2 separate regions of the Mus musculus genome follow, and region 1 is linked to region 2. The links are chromatin contacts, called in public HiChIP or PLAC-seq maps. All regions are on one chromosome and are shown on one strand. The core of a region is the stretch at or near the end of the contact, and the rest is flanking DNA. Distances in the headings are between cores, read along the strand shown.

Evidence for each region. HiChIP or PLAC-seq counts read pairs in DNA pulled down with a chosen protein or histone mark.
Region 1: a CTCF HiChIP or PLAC-seq map of CD8 T cells shows a contact between it and region 2, with 6 read pairs. The contact joins two enhancer-like sites. A contact is called at or near these places in 2 of 15 datasets of contacts at CTCF or cohesin (CD8 T cells and the NIH/3T3 cell line), 11 of 484 Hi-C or Micro-C datasets (B cells, the NIH/3T3 cell line, embryonic retina and 6 more), 2 of 115 datasets of contacts at active chromatin or transcription factors (CD8 T cells and pancreatic cancer cells) and 3 of 9 other capture datasets (adipose tissue, liver and pancreatic islet).

The regions. Positions count from the first base shown.
Region 1 is chr12:21,478,551-21,484,037 of GRCm38.p6, reverse strand. No RefSeq gene overlaps it. Among named protein-coding and RNA genes, the nearest start is that of Gm31676, 62 kb to the left of the region's middle. Within about 2 kb of position 3,582, at least 40 of the 459 cell types and tissues checked have an H3K27ac peak or open chromatin away from gene starts, as enhancers often do. A contact at or near this core is called in CD8 T cells and memory CD8 T cells, where this site is marked.
Region 2 is chr12:21,433,462-21,439,655 of GRCm38.p6, reverse strand. No RefSeq gene overlaps it. Among named protein-coding and RNA genes, the nearest start is that of Gm4419, 19 kb to the right of the region's middle. Within about 2 kb of position 2,440, at least 35 of the 459 cell types and tissues checked have an H3K27ac peak or open chromatin away from gene starts, as enhancers often do. A contact at or near this core is called in CD8 T cells and memory CD8 T cells, where this site is marked.

The sequences.
Region 1 (5,487 bases), core at 2,333-4,832, 43 kb before region 2:
TGGCAAGTTCCCAAGATCATCAGGAAGAAAGCATGAACCAAGTTGGGACAAGTTTGATCCTGAATGTCTCTGCTAACCTGGCTACAAGGTGACTGCACTCTGGGCATATGTGTGGTATGGGTGTGCTATTTGCATATGGGGTGGGAATGTATAGGTGTGTGTGTTAATGGGGTAGGCTTGTGTGGTATGGAGTGTGAGTAGTATATGCCATAGTGTTTGTGTGAGTATAGTAAGTATGTGGTAGGATAGCATATGTATATGAAGTGTTTGTGTGAGTGTGGGGTGTCTTTACTGTGTGTGGTGCATGTTAGGAGTAAACAGTATGTGGTATGTGTAGATTGTGTGTGCATATAATATTGGGGTAAGTAGAGATGTGTGTATGTGATATATATATATGTCTGGTGCTTATATATATTTGAGGTAGGTGTGTAGTACATGGCTATGTAAAGTATATATAGTGAAAGACAGTGAGCATATGTAGAATATGTGGGTATGTGAGGTGTGTGTACAAATGGCATGTGTGTGATGCTTGGTGTGCATGTACAATGTGTGTGATGTTGTGGCTCTGTGGAAGATGTGGGCTTGTAGGATATATGTATGTGATATGTGTGTGTACATACAATGTGTGAGGTGTGTGGAGACTGTGTGTTACACACTGGTGTGGATATGACCTTGTGCCTTAGAGACAAAGTCTTACACGTTTGTACCTTCTAATAGCAGTGCTGCAGGGCTGAGCCTGAGACTGGAAGGGGGCAGGTATTTGGGCTTTGACAGTAGACATGAGCTCACATCCAAGCCCTGGCAGATGACCACAGCAAATAGCAGGCACTCAAACGGCTCTGCATCACCCTCCTGGGCAGGACTCCCCAGGAATGCTTACAGAGCTCTAGCTCAGCTTGTTTCTACTTTCTCTTGAGGATCAGAAGACTCTGAGAGCTGAAGAAGCTTCCATGCATTATGTAGAATACAGCCTTGGCATTTTCCATCCTTGCCCTGTACCCTGGATTGGATAATAGTGTCTCCCTGAAATTCACATCCTTGCCAGAATGTGGCTTTTTTTGGAAGACAGGGTTCAAATGATTACATAATTGGTCAAGACAAGATCACTCTGGAATTGGGCAACCCTGGAAACTGGCTAGGACTAGCTTCCTTTTAAGGAGAGAAGAGGGCTGGGGATGGGGTTTGAGAGGTAGAGAGTGGGAGATGGTTCAGTGAGGAGGGCACTTACCACATAAACATGAGGACCAGAGCACCACTCCTCAAATCCCACATGAAAGCCAGATGGTCATGGAGACATGCCTGCAATCCCATAATGTGGGAAATGAAGACAGGGAGTCTTTTGAGTAAGCTGGCATGCCAGACTATTCACAGTCATTGTGAGCTCCAACTTCAGTGTGAGACACCCTTGGTATAGAAGGTGGAGAACCATCCAGGAAGACACCGATGTTAACCTGAGGCTTACACACATGTGCACATGTATCCCCCCCGAAATCACACACACACACACACACACACACACACACACAGAGACAGACAGACAGGAAGAGACAGAGAGAGAGAGAGAGAGAGAGAGAGAGAGAGAGAGAGAGAGAGAGAGAGAGAGAGAGAGAGAGAGAGACTCCTGGAATTTGTCCTCTGTTGTTTCTTTATAGGTACCATGTTGTTTACATAATTTCATATTCTATTTTGTCTTAGAACATCCTGGCATGGTCATCCTCCCATTCTGTCAGAACTGTCAGGAACCTCTAAACATTCCTGTGACTCTTAGCCTTCTGGAAACCTGGATTCCTCCATCTGTAAAATGGACCCTTAGCACACACACAGCTGACCAAGCAAGTGGTACCACATAATCTCTCTTTGGCCCTTTGGTGAAAAGGCCCAAGAGATTTCAGACTAATGCAGATGTTGGGTCTCAGAAAGGATCTTGAGCTCTTAACCAATCCTACCAGAGCTAGATGTGGGAGGAACTCAGGGTTCTGCCTTTGAGCATTTCCAAGGAGCTGGTGGCTGAAGCTATGAAACTACCCATAGTAGTGGCTTCCCAAGGTCTCGAGTTGTGCCCTTCGAAGCCCACACTGTCACAGGCTCAGGCTCCAGGCAAGGGTGAAGAAAGGACCCTAGGGAAAAACCTACCAGTCTGAAGCCTGAAGTTCCCAGGTCAGAGTTCCTGCCACAAATAAGGACAGCTGTTGCAATGTCCTTGTGGCTATTTTCCAAAGCCACCCTTCAATGGCATGTGTCCTCACAGAACACAGCCCTCAGTGGCAAAGTGTGTACACAAGCAATTTCAGTAGCTGCACAGTTGACAGCTCTCATTCTGCAGCCATGCCCCTTGATCCTGGCCATCTCTTCCACTATGTCCTGGAAGGTGGGAGACTTACTAATCCTACTAAAGGTTCGATCTACACGTGAATATGGGATAATCAAGGAAGACCAATCTTCTATGAAAGTTTGTATATTCTCCAGGTAAGTACATGGAACTCAGTGAGATGAAACCAAGCCTATGTGTACAGCCTCTATCAGCCCATTTCATGGATGAGGAAATAGTAGACAAGGGGCTTGCAGTAGCCTCATTTGTTGAAGCAGTGTGAGAGGCAGGCTACATGCCAACCTATACCATTTGCAGTGTGCACTTCTTAAGAAGTCTTTGCTACCTGTGGGCCCATGAGGGGGACAGTCATATGTTTGAGGAGCTAAGTGGGACTCTTCCATTACTAGGGGTTACCACTGCTCTTATACTGGGGATGTGCTTAATATCTCCATCAAACTATGATCTGGGCAAGATAAGGAAGTGTTTATTATCTGGGTGATCCCAGAGTCCCACACTGGGCCTGACACAAAGTAAATGTTTGATGATCAAGAAAGCAGAACTTAATTTTGAAAAGTGGGGTTAACAGTGGGCCAGGGTTCAGACCCAAATCTCTGAGCTCTCATGTCTGTTACCTTCTGCTGCCTTAGCCTTGACTGCTAGCCTCTAATATTTCCCAAAAAGTTGGGGTGAGCTGAGCCAAGGAGTGTCAAGGAGAATTTATTTCTTTGGTTTTATTTTATTTTGTATTGTTTGAGACAGGGTTTCTCTGTATATCCTTGTCTGTCCTAGAACTCACTTTGTAGACCAGTCTGAACTGGAACTCAAATCCACCTGCCTCTGCCTCTGCCTCTGCCTCTGCCTCTGCCTCTGCCTCTGCCTCTGCCTCTGCCTCTGCCTCTGCCTCTGCCTCTGCCTCTGCCTCTGCCTCTGCCTCTGCCTCCCAAGTGCTAGGATTAAAGACATACACCACCATGCCCAGCCGAGGGGGAGTTCTTGACTCCTATCTCTGAGTCAACTTTCTATTCCACATTTGATGGTTGCCCTCCATGACAAGAATCTATGACTCTAGTGGGAGACAGGATCCAGTAGGATGGGGATCTCAAGAACCAGAACACTTGGGTGGGGACCATCAACCTTCTAGATCTCCCCTGGAGCCAGTGGTGAAAGCTCAGTGCCAAGGCACATCAATGGGTGGCACTCAGAGACCTGTAAAGATGAGCTCACTGAGGCGGTCCCTCATACCCTGGAGAACAAACCCACAACACAAAACCAAAGTGGCATGCAAGCTGGGTGTGGTGAGTGTTGGCAACGCTGCTGTGGTAAGCAGCTATGACAGAGTACCTTGTTTCCCTGACAACATAGTGGAAACTGGCCTGCACACACCAACCAAGGTTTCCCAGAAAGTCTGAGGTCTACCAGAAGTCCAACCCTCAAAGTGCTCTCCCAGAGGCTGCCCTTCATGTGTCTGCTTCTGAGTGTTAATTCTCTCCTTTAGGAAATGTTTACTATGCCCCAGTGTCAACTGAAGGTGTGAATAATTTAGTTCTAAAATCAACAAGTATGAATACTAAATAGATCCAGGTCTTGACCTGGGGAGAAAGCTAACTGTGCAAAAGTATGCTGCACTGGTAGCACAAGCATGAAGATTAGTGTTTCATTCCCTAGCATCCAGCATCCATGAACAGAGCTGAGTGGGGCAGCAATAGTCCCCATCTCTCTCTCTCTTTCTCTCTCTCTCTCTCTCTCTCTCACACACACACACACACACACACACACACAGAGAGAGAGAGAGAGAGAGAGGGAGAGAGAGAGAGAGAGGGAGAGAAGGGAGAGGGAGAGAGAGCACCTGTGGATCAGCTGATGCATACTTAGGGAGCAATGTGGGCTATATGCCACTCCCCTGAGCCTCAGACTCCTGATCTGAAGAGTGAGACTCGGAGGATACTTTGTCTGCAACAGGAGAGTGGATGGCACATAGCAGGCATTCAGTGATCCACCTGGTGTTACGACTGCACATCACACACAAGCTAGACCTGGCCAGGTGGATCCCAAAGGGACAGAAGATGTGCAAATGAATGGGATGCCCTCCTTCTATGAAGGAGCCTGGGCTGGTTATTGAAGCTGTGAGCAGACATCTTCAGAGCTGTGAGAGAAACAGGCAGAGTGCTAGAGAGCACAGAGGAGGATATGGCTGGGGAGCTAGGGAAGTGTGATGGTTTGTATATGCTTGTCCCGGGGCATGGCACCATTAAGAGGTGTGGCCTTGTTGGAGGGGGTGTGGCCTTCTTGGAGTAGGTGTGTTACTGTGGGTGTGGGCTTTAAAACCCTTGTCCTAGCTGCCTGGAATCCTGTCTTCTCCTATTGGCTTTCAGATGAAGATGTAGAACTCTCAGCCCCACCTGCACCATGCCTGCTTGGACACTGCCATGCTCCCACCTTGATGATAATGGACTGAACCTCTGAACCTGTAAGCCAGCCCCAATTAAATGTTGCCCTCATAAGAGTTGCCTTGGTCACAATGTCTGTTCACAGGAGTAAAGCCCTAACTAAGACAGGAAGCTTCTAGAAAGTGTTTCCAAACAGTTACCAAAAGTCAGGAATACAAAACCTGTGGCATTTTCCATCCTTGCCCTGTACCCTGGATTGGATAATAGTGTCTCCTTGAAATTAGAGTGAGTGATTGGGACAAAGGGGTTGGAGGGGTGGGGGTGGAAGATGGATGAAGGTCAGAAGTAGGCAGTGACTGCATTACAAAATGTCCTGACCTTGGAGTTAAGAAATCAGGACCTCATCTCTGACAATTTCTGAACGAGTGAGTTAGAGCTGTATTCGCAAAGACCACTGTCTGAAACCAAAAGTATGCTGATGCAGAAATGGACCTGCAGAGCCGAAAGGACTGGGAAGATTCACACATGAATCAGAACAAGGTTGAGAAGACTCCTAAGGAGATGCAGTTCTTGGTAGAATGATACCATAACTAAGCAAGGAGAGAAGTAGCAATTAGCTCTGCATATGAAAAATGCATAATTAATCTGGGCATGACACATGCCTTTAGTCCCAGCACTCAGGAGTCAAAGGCAGGCAGATCTTTGTGAGTCTGAGGGCAGCCTGGTCTACACAGCAAGTTCCAGAACAACCAGGGATATACAGTGAAACGCTATCTCAAAACAACAGCA
Region 2 (6,194 bases), core at 1,191-3,690:
AACATCTCCCATTGTCTTTTCACTGCTGAGCTGCTAAGCGGAAAACTGGTGTGCCAACAAAGATTGGCTCCGAGCACCACATCTATATGAAAGAACAAATGCTTTATTTTAAAAAAGAAAGAAAAAAAGAAAAAAAAAAAGGCGTTGCAAACAGAATACAAAATTACATGTTCGCAGTAATCACTGCTGAGTTAAATCGCTGGGCTCGGAGATGAAGACTGGAAATGAAAAATCAGTTCTAAGCAACAAGATGATTTGTCTTCGTTAAGAATGTATTCAGGGTTTTTTATCACGTTTGTGCCATTAAAAAAAAGTGGATCTGAAATACAAAAGATCTCCAAGCAATGCTATTTACCTAAAATGTAGCTATGCTGATCTCTGAAGCATAACAGTTGACCATGTTTGACCTTGACCGGTGCTGGTAATGGTCACCATAGTGATAGATGGGTGGGGGAGGGGAGAGCTGTCATTCCACCCTGCAGTTGTTGGTACAGTGTAGAAATACTGTAACATTTTGACAACAGAGTGTCCCCAGCATCTCCTATTTTGTGAACCTCTTCTGCAAGTGGGCCGAGCTCACTGGGTACCTACTATGTACCATTAGCTAAGTTTATTAAGTACCTACTATGTACTGGGCCCTAGAGTGGGGTGTGTGTGTGTGTGTGTGTAAACTGGTCCCTGTCTGTGGCAGCTCCATCCTTGTCTCTCAGCCTCAACTTCACCCTAAAAGAGGAAAGCTCCCAAGGTGGGAGGGCCACCCTGTAGTTCTCTCCTGGGCCTGGCATGATGCTGCTGAGTATCCTACAGAACAAATTCCAATGCAACTTGCCTTACAGCTAATTCCACAAACTGGTTTCACCATCTTGAGCAAATCTCCTATTTGCATACTCATCCCAGCCTCATTCTTTTTTTTTTTTTTTTTTTTTTTCCCCTCGAGACAGGGTTTCTCTGTGTAGCCCTGGCTGCCCTGGAACTCACTCTGTAAACCAGGCTGGCCTTGAACTCAGAAATCCACCCGCCTCTGCCTCCGAAGTGCTGGGATTAAAGGCATGCACCACCACTGCCCAGCTCCCAGCCTCATTCTTATGGCTGTATAAGAGGCTGTGGAGGGTGGAGCTGAGTCTCATCTTTGTAGGACTGCATCTGCCACATCCGGCAACTGGGGAAGAGCTGTTTCTGTAGCTCAGCTGGGGTCTCTTGAGTTCTCTCAACTTCACTCATCCCTGAATCAAGAGGCTCAGCTGTGGAATTCTGAGGCACTACACCATGTCCTCAAGCCTTACACACTCCCAGAGGGGGAACTATTGGAGCCACTGCTGGCTCCTGCATGGTTCTAAATCTCTTCTGGCTTGCTTCTCTTCACTGGGTTCCTATTTGATTTCAGCATTCAGGACCCTCATTGGTATGCCAGGGGGTGAAGAAAGGCTAGCTCAGAGACTCGGGAAGGGCTGTCCTCCTGGGATGTAGTCAGGTGAGCAGCTGGCCGGGAGGGAGCTGCTTTCAGAGGAAGATGCTTATGTATATGTCCTGTCTGCCAATCTTCCTGACTGTATATTTGTGTGTGTTTGTGTGTCTTAAAAGGCAAACAGAAAGCTAAGACATAAATTCATAATGAAAAATAAAAGAAGAGCCGGGCGTGGTGGCGCACGCCTTTAATCCCAGCACTTGGAAGGCAGAGGCAGGCAGATCTCTGAGTTCAAGGCCAGCCTTGTCTACAGAGTGAGTTCCAGTGCTACACAGGGAAACCCTGTCTCAAAAAAAAAAAAAAAAAGCAAACAAAATTGTTCAGAGTCTGCCTCCAACTGCTGCTTTGGGGATGGGATGCAGATTTCTGGTAGGTGTTGCTACAGGTCTCTGAGATTGTTAAGGCGCAGAGGATGGGCAGCCAAGGCCTTTCTCAGTCAGCTCAGTTCTGCTGAGGCATCTTCCTGGTAAACCTTCAGATGGAGAGATGACTCTTCACTTCATCAAAAAGTGTGAAAACCAGAGATTCAAATGTGCTCTAATCCCACTTCCTGCTCAGAGCCTCTGAGATCTAGCTGGCAGCCATCCATCCTCCATTAAGGGCACGATCTAAAGCAAGCAGTGATTGTCACCCTTCCTGCTGCTTCAAACCACCCTCATCAATAGTCACAATTCCCAAAGTAACTTTAACTCAAAATACAGCAGAGGGATCCCTGGCCCGGATCCTTGGACCATTCTGCAAGCCCAGAACACTTGAGTATTTGGAAAAGCAGGTACCTGCTGTTAGGGAGACAGAAAGTAAGAGGATAGGCAGCAAGCCTTTTCTTGCTGTTCAGACCTGGGGAGGATGTGAGAGCACAAAGCTCTCCTGGGCCCTGCCAAGCCATCACTAATATTTACCCCATGTTTGCCAAGCTCCAGGACAATAGACACCTCAAAGGTGTTAGCTCATTTTCTCTTGGCAGAAGCCCCGGGAGGCGAGTCTGTTTTCCAGGTGAGGCATTTAGGTGTGGAAGGAGTGGCTGCTGAGTTCACCCAGGGCCATGGGGTGAAGTTCGTGACAGGGTCACGAACTACAGCTGCCCTTGGCTCAATCCCATGCTCACTGAACTCCATTCTCCATCCCACATGGTTATGGGGTCCTGGACATGCCACCAAGAGTCAACCATCTGCAGTGTTTGCCCAGCTGGTCTCCCTTGAGTGTGGAGGGTCAGCAAGTGTGCTGGTTTGTGTATGTTCATCCCAGGGAGTGGCACTATTAGAAGGTGTGGCCTTGTTGGAGTAGGTGTGTCACTGTCACCCTTATCCTGGGGCTGGAGAGATGGTTCAGTGGTTAAGAGCACTGTCTGTTCTTCCAATGGTCCTAAGTTCAATTCCCAGCAACCACATGGTGACTCACAACCATCTGTAATGGGTTCTGATACCTTCTTCTGGTGTGTCTGAAGACAGCTACAGTATACTCATATACATAAAAAATAAATATATCTTAAAAAAAAAAAAGACCCTCATCCTAGCTGCCTGGAAGCCAGTACTCTGCTAGGAGCCTTCAGATGAAGATGTAGAACTCTCAGCTCCTCCTGCACCATGTCTGCCCGGACACTGCCATGCTCCCACCTTGATGATAATGGAATGAACCTCTGAACCTGTAAGCCAGTACACTATTAAATATTGTACTTTATAAGACTTGCCTTGGCCATGGTGTGTGTTCACAGCAGTGAAACCCTAAAACAGCAAGGATAGCCAACACCTCTCCTCCAGGGCACTCTGGGAATCTAGCATGTGTGTTTCCTTGGGGTGGGAGTTGAGGGGGAAAGGTGGTACTATAGCAATCAACACAAATCTACAATGTTTTCTAAAAGGTTCAAGAGCTAGACAGAGCAGCTTGTAACCTAAAAACTGTACCCAAGAGGAAGTTCAAGGTTAACATGAACTACACGATAGTCTAAGAAACAAACAACAAATAAAAAAACAGACCCAAAGGCTCAGAGAGGGCAAGTGACCTTCTGAAGGTCATATAATGGGAAGCAGGCAGAGTTGAGATGGGAGCCTTATCAGTCTGATCCCCAAGCCTGGATAAGGCCTAGGAACCACACACACCAGGTACTAGGATGCATGTTTGGGTCTCATTCCAAGCATTCCACACAGCAGGTAAGAGGCTGCCTGTAGACTTCCAGTTCCTGATTGTAAAGATGGTACCCTGGGGTGATGGAAAAGGAATGGAACAAGAAGATGCAGTCACACTGTTGGTACCAAAGCGGTACCTGGAGATCATTTGTCCAAGCTTCAGCTACCCTGCCCTTACAAACTTTGACCATGCAAACTGCATCTAGTCACAGGGCCCAGAACTTTGCAAGAAAGCCCAGGGTGCCGTGTGTGTGTGTGTGTGTGTGTGTGTGTGTGTGTGTGTGTGTGTGTGTGTGTGTGCGTGCGTGCATGTGTGTGTTTGTACTTGGAGACCAGACAATTTTTTTTTTTTTTTGAGACAGGGTTTCTCTGTGTAACCCTGACTGTCCTGGAACTCACTCTGTAGACCAGGCTGGCCTCAAACTCAGAAATCTGCCTGCCTCTGCCTCCCAAGTGCTGGGATTACAGGCATGTACCACCACTACCCGGCCAGACAATGTTTTGATGTTGGGTATCTTTATTTCCACCTTATTCTTGTGACAGAGTGTCTCTCATTGAACACAGAGCCCTTTGTTTCAGTAGAGTAGCTGGCCAGCTAGCCTCTGGGATCCACCTGTCTGCCTCTACAATACTGCAGTTACAGATATGTGCTGCCCTGACTGGCTATTTTTACATGGAAACACTTTATGGCCAGACAGAGTCACCTCCCCAGCCCCCACTGAGCAGAGTCTTTAACCTACCAATATTGCTGTCTCTGCAGTCTAGACCAGCTGCAGCCTGCCAAGAAGGTTGATGGGATCAATGGCATCCAAGGGTGACTTTGAGAGAGAACAGAAGGGGGCCTAAAACAGTTCACTCCGTGATAGTGACCTCAGGGAAAGGTCAGTGCTCTACAGGCAAATTGTTTGCTTTGAGAATTCTACCTGTGTGTAATAGAAACCTGTGTGGTATGTCTCAGATACCCCTGATTTTCTGAGTTTCACCAGAGAGTTTGAATTCTTTGTCCTGAGTATTGTGACCCACTTTAGTTTTAATTGACCAAAAGATGGCTTCTCCCATGGGTTTGTGTTGCATACACAGTTTAAGAACTGGAGCAGGACTTGGTACAGGGAAGATTGTAGATTTGGGTTCAACCCTCTGCTGTGCCACTAACCTGCTATGGGCTCTCTGGTTCTCTATTTATCTGGTTCCCTATTTGTCTTTTCAGCTCTCTAACCAGTCCAGGCTGGCATCGACGTCACTTTGTAGTCCAGATTGGTCCTAGATTCATAGCGATTCTGGGGCCTCAGTAACCAAGTGCTGGGACTACAGGCATGAGCAGCCTGTAAAGGACGAAGTAAAGGAAGAGTTTTAAAGAGGGGACCTTGGGTTTAAAAGATAAATTGGTGGTGATGATAAAGGAGGGATGTTATAAACAGGGAGACAAGCACAGCTCAGAGAGGGAGAGAGCAGGGGAGGGGCTGAGGACAGGAGGATCCCAGCCCAACTCCCTTCCCCCTGCAGGAAAAGAGAGACATGTGGACAAGACCTTTGAGTCTCCTGCATGGAGAGGAAAAAGCTATGAAAAGGGTTTAAACCTGGGGCAAGCAGGCAAGCGCTTCCTCCCCTTTCCTCTCTAATGTCTGCCACAAGCTCCCAGCTCTATGCAGGTGAAGCTGCCTGGATCTTGAGCTTCATTGTGTGAAGTTCCTGCGGCCACTTCCCAAGGATTAGCATCTCACTTTAACTCACCACTGCAAAGCCTGGTGTGGTAGTTATCCCCAGCCTTTGGGAGGCGGGAACAAGGACAATTAGGAACTCAAGGTCATCTTTGGCTACACAGTGAGTTCAACGTCTGTCTAAGCTACAAGAGAGGCCATATCTAAGAATAAAAACAGCAGATAACAAACAAACAAACAATAACAAACAGGCAAGCATGGCGCTGCACACTTTTGAGCTCTGCACAGGGGAGTCAGAAGCAGGGACAGACAAGAAGGTCACTATGGGTTTGAGACTCTCATGGTCTATATAGCAAGTACTCTGCCAGCAAGGGCTACTACATATTGAGTCCCTGTCTTATCCACAACAAAACAACTCAGAGGCTAGAGAGATGGCTCAGTAGTTAATAATACTTGTTATATAACCATGAAGACCGGTGTTCAGGCCCCGTCATCTACCTACTAAGTTGAATGCCCCCAAAACACACAATACCCTCTTCTGGCCTCCATATATACAGCTGTATATACACAAGTGCAGCTTGTACATATGTGTGCACATACATGCACATGTGCACAGTGTCAGTCAAAATGTTTAACCACCCAAGAGTCAGGATCTCAACAGGAGCAGAGCTGGACCCTCCACCTCTACTCCATCCCATTATGCTACGGATCCAGATGCAGAGTATCTGGAGTTCTAGGGAAGGATCTGGAACAATAGGGGAACATTCGGGGGACTCGAATGTTACTCCTCAATTATAATTTCCTTATGGAAACAGGTGTGTTTCCACACAGCTAACAGAGGGCTGGAATGGATGCTCATGAGAGAACCTTCTAGCAACAGGGCAGTGAGGACTCCAGTGAGCAGAGTTCAAGTCTGGCTAAACAAAGACTCAGGGCTGAAAGAAGCCT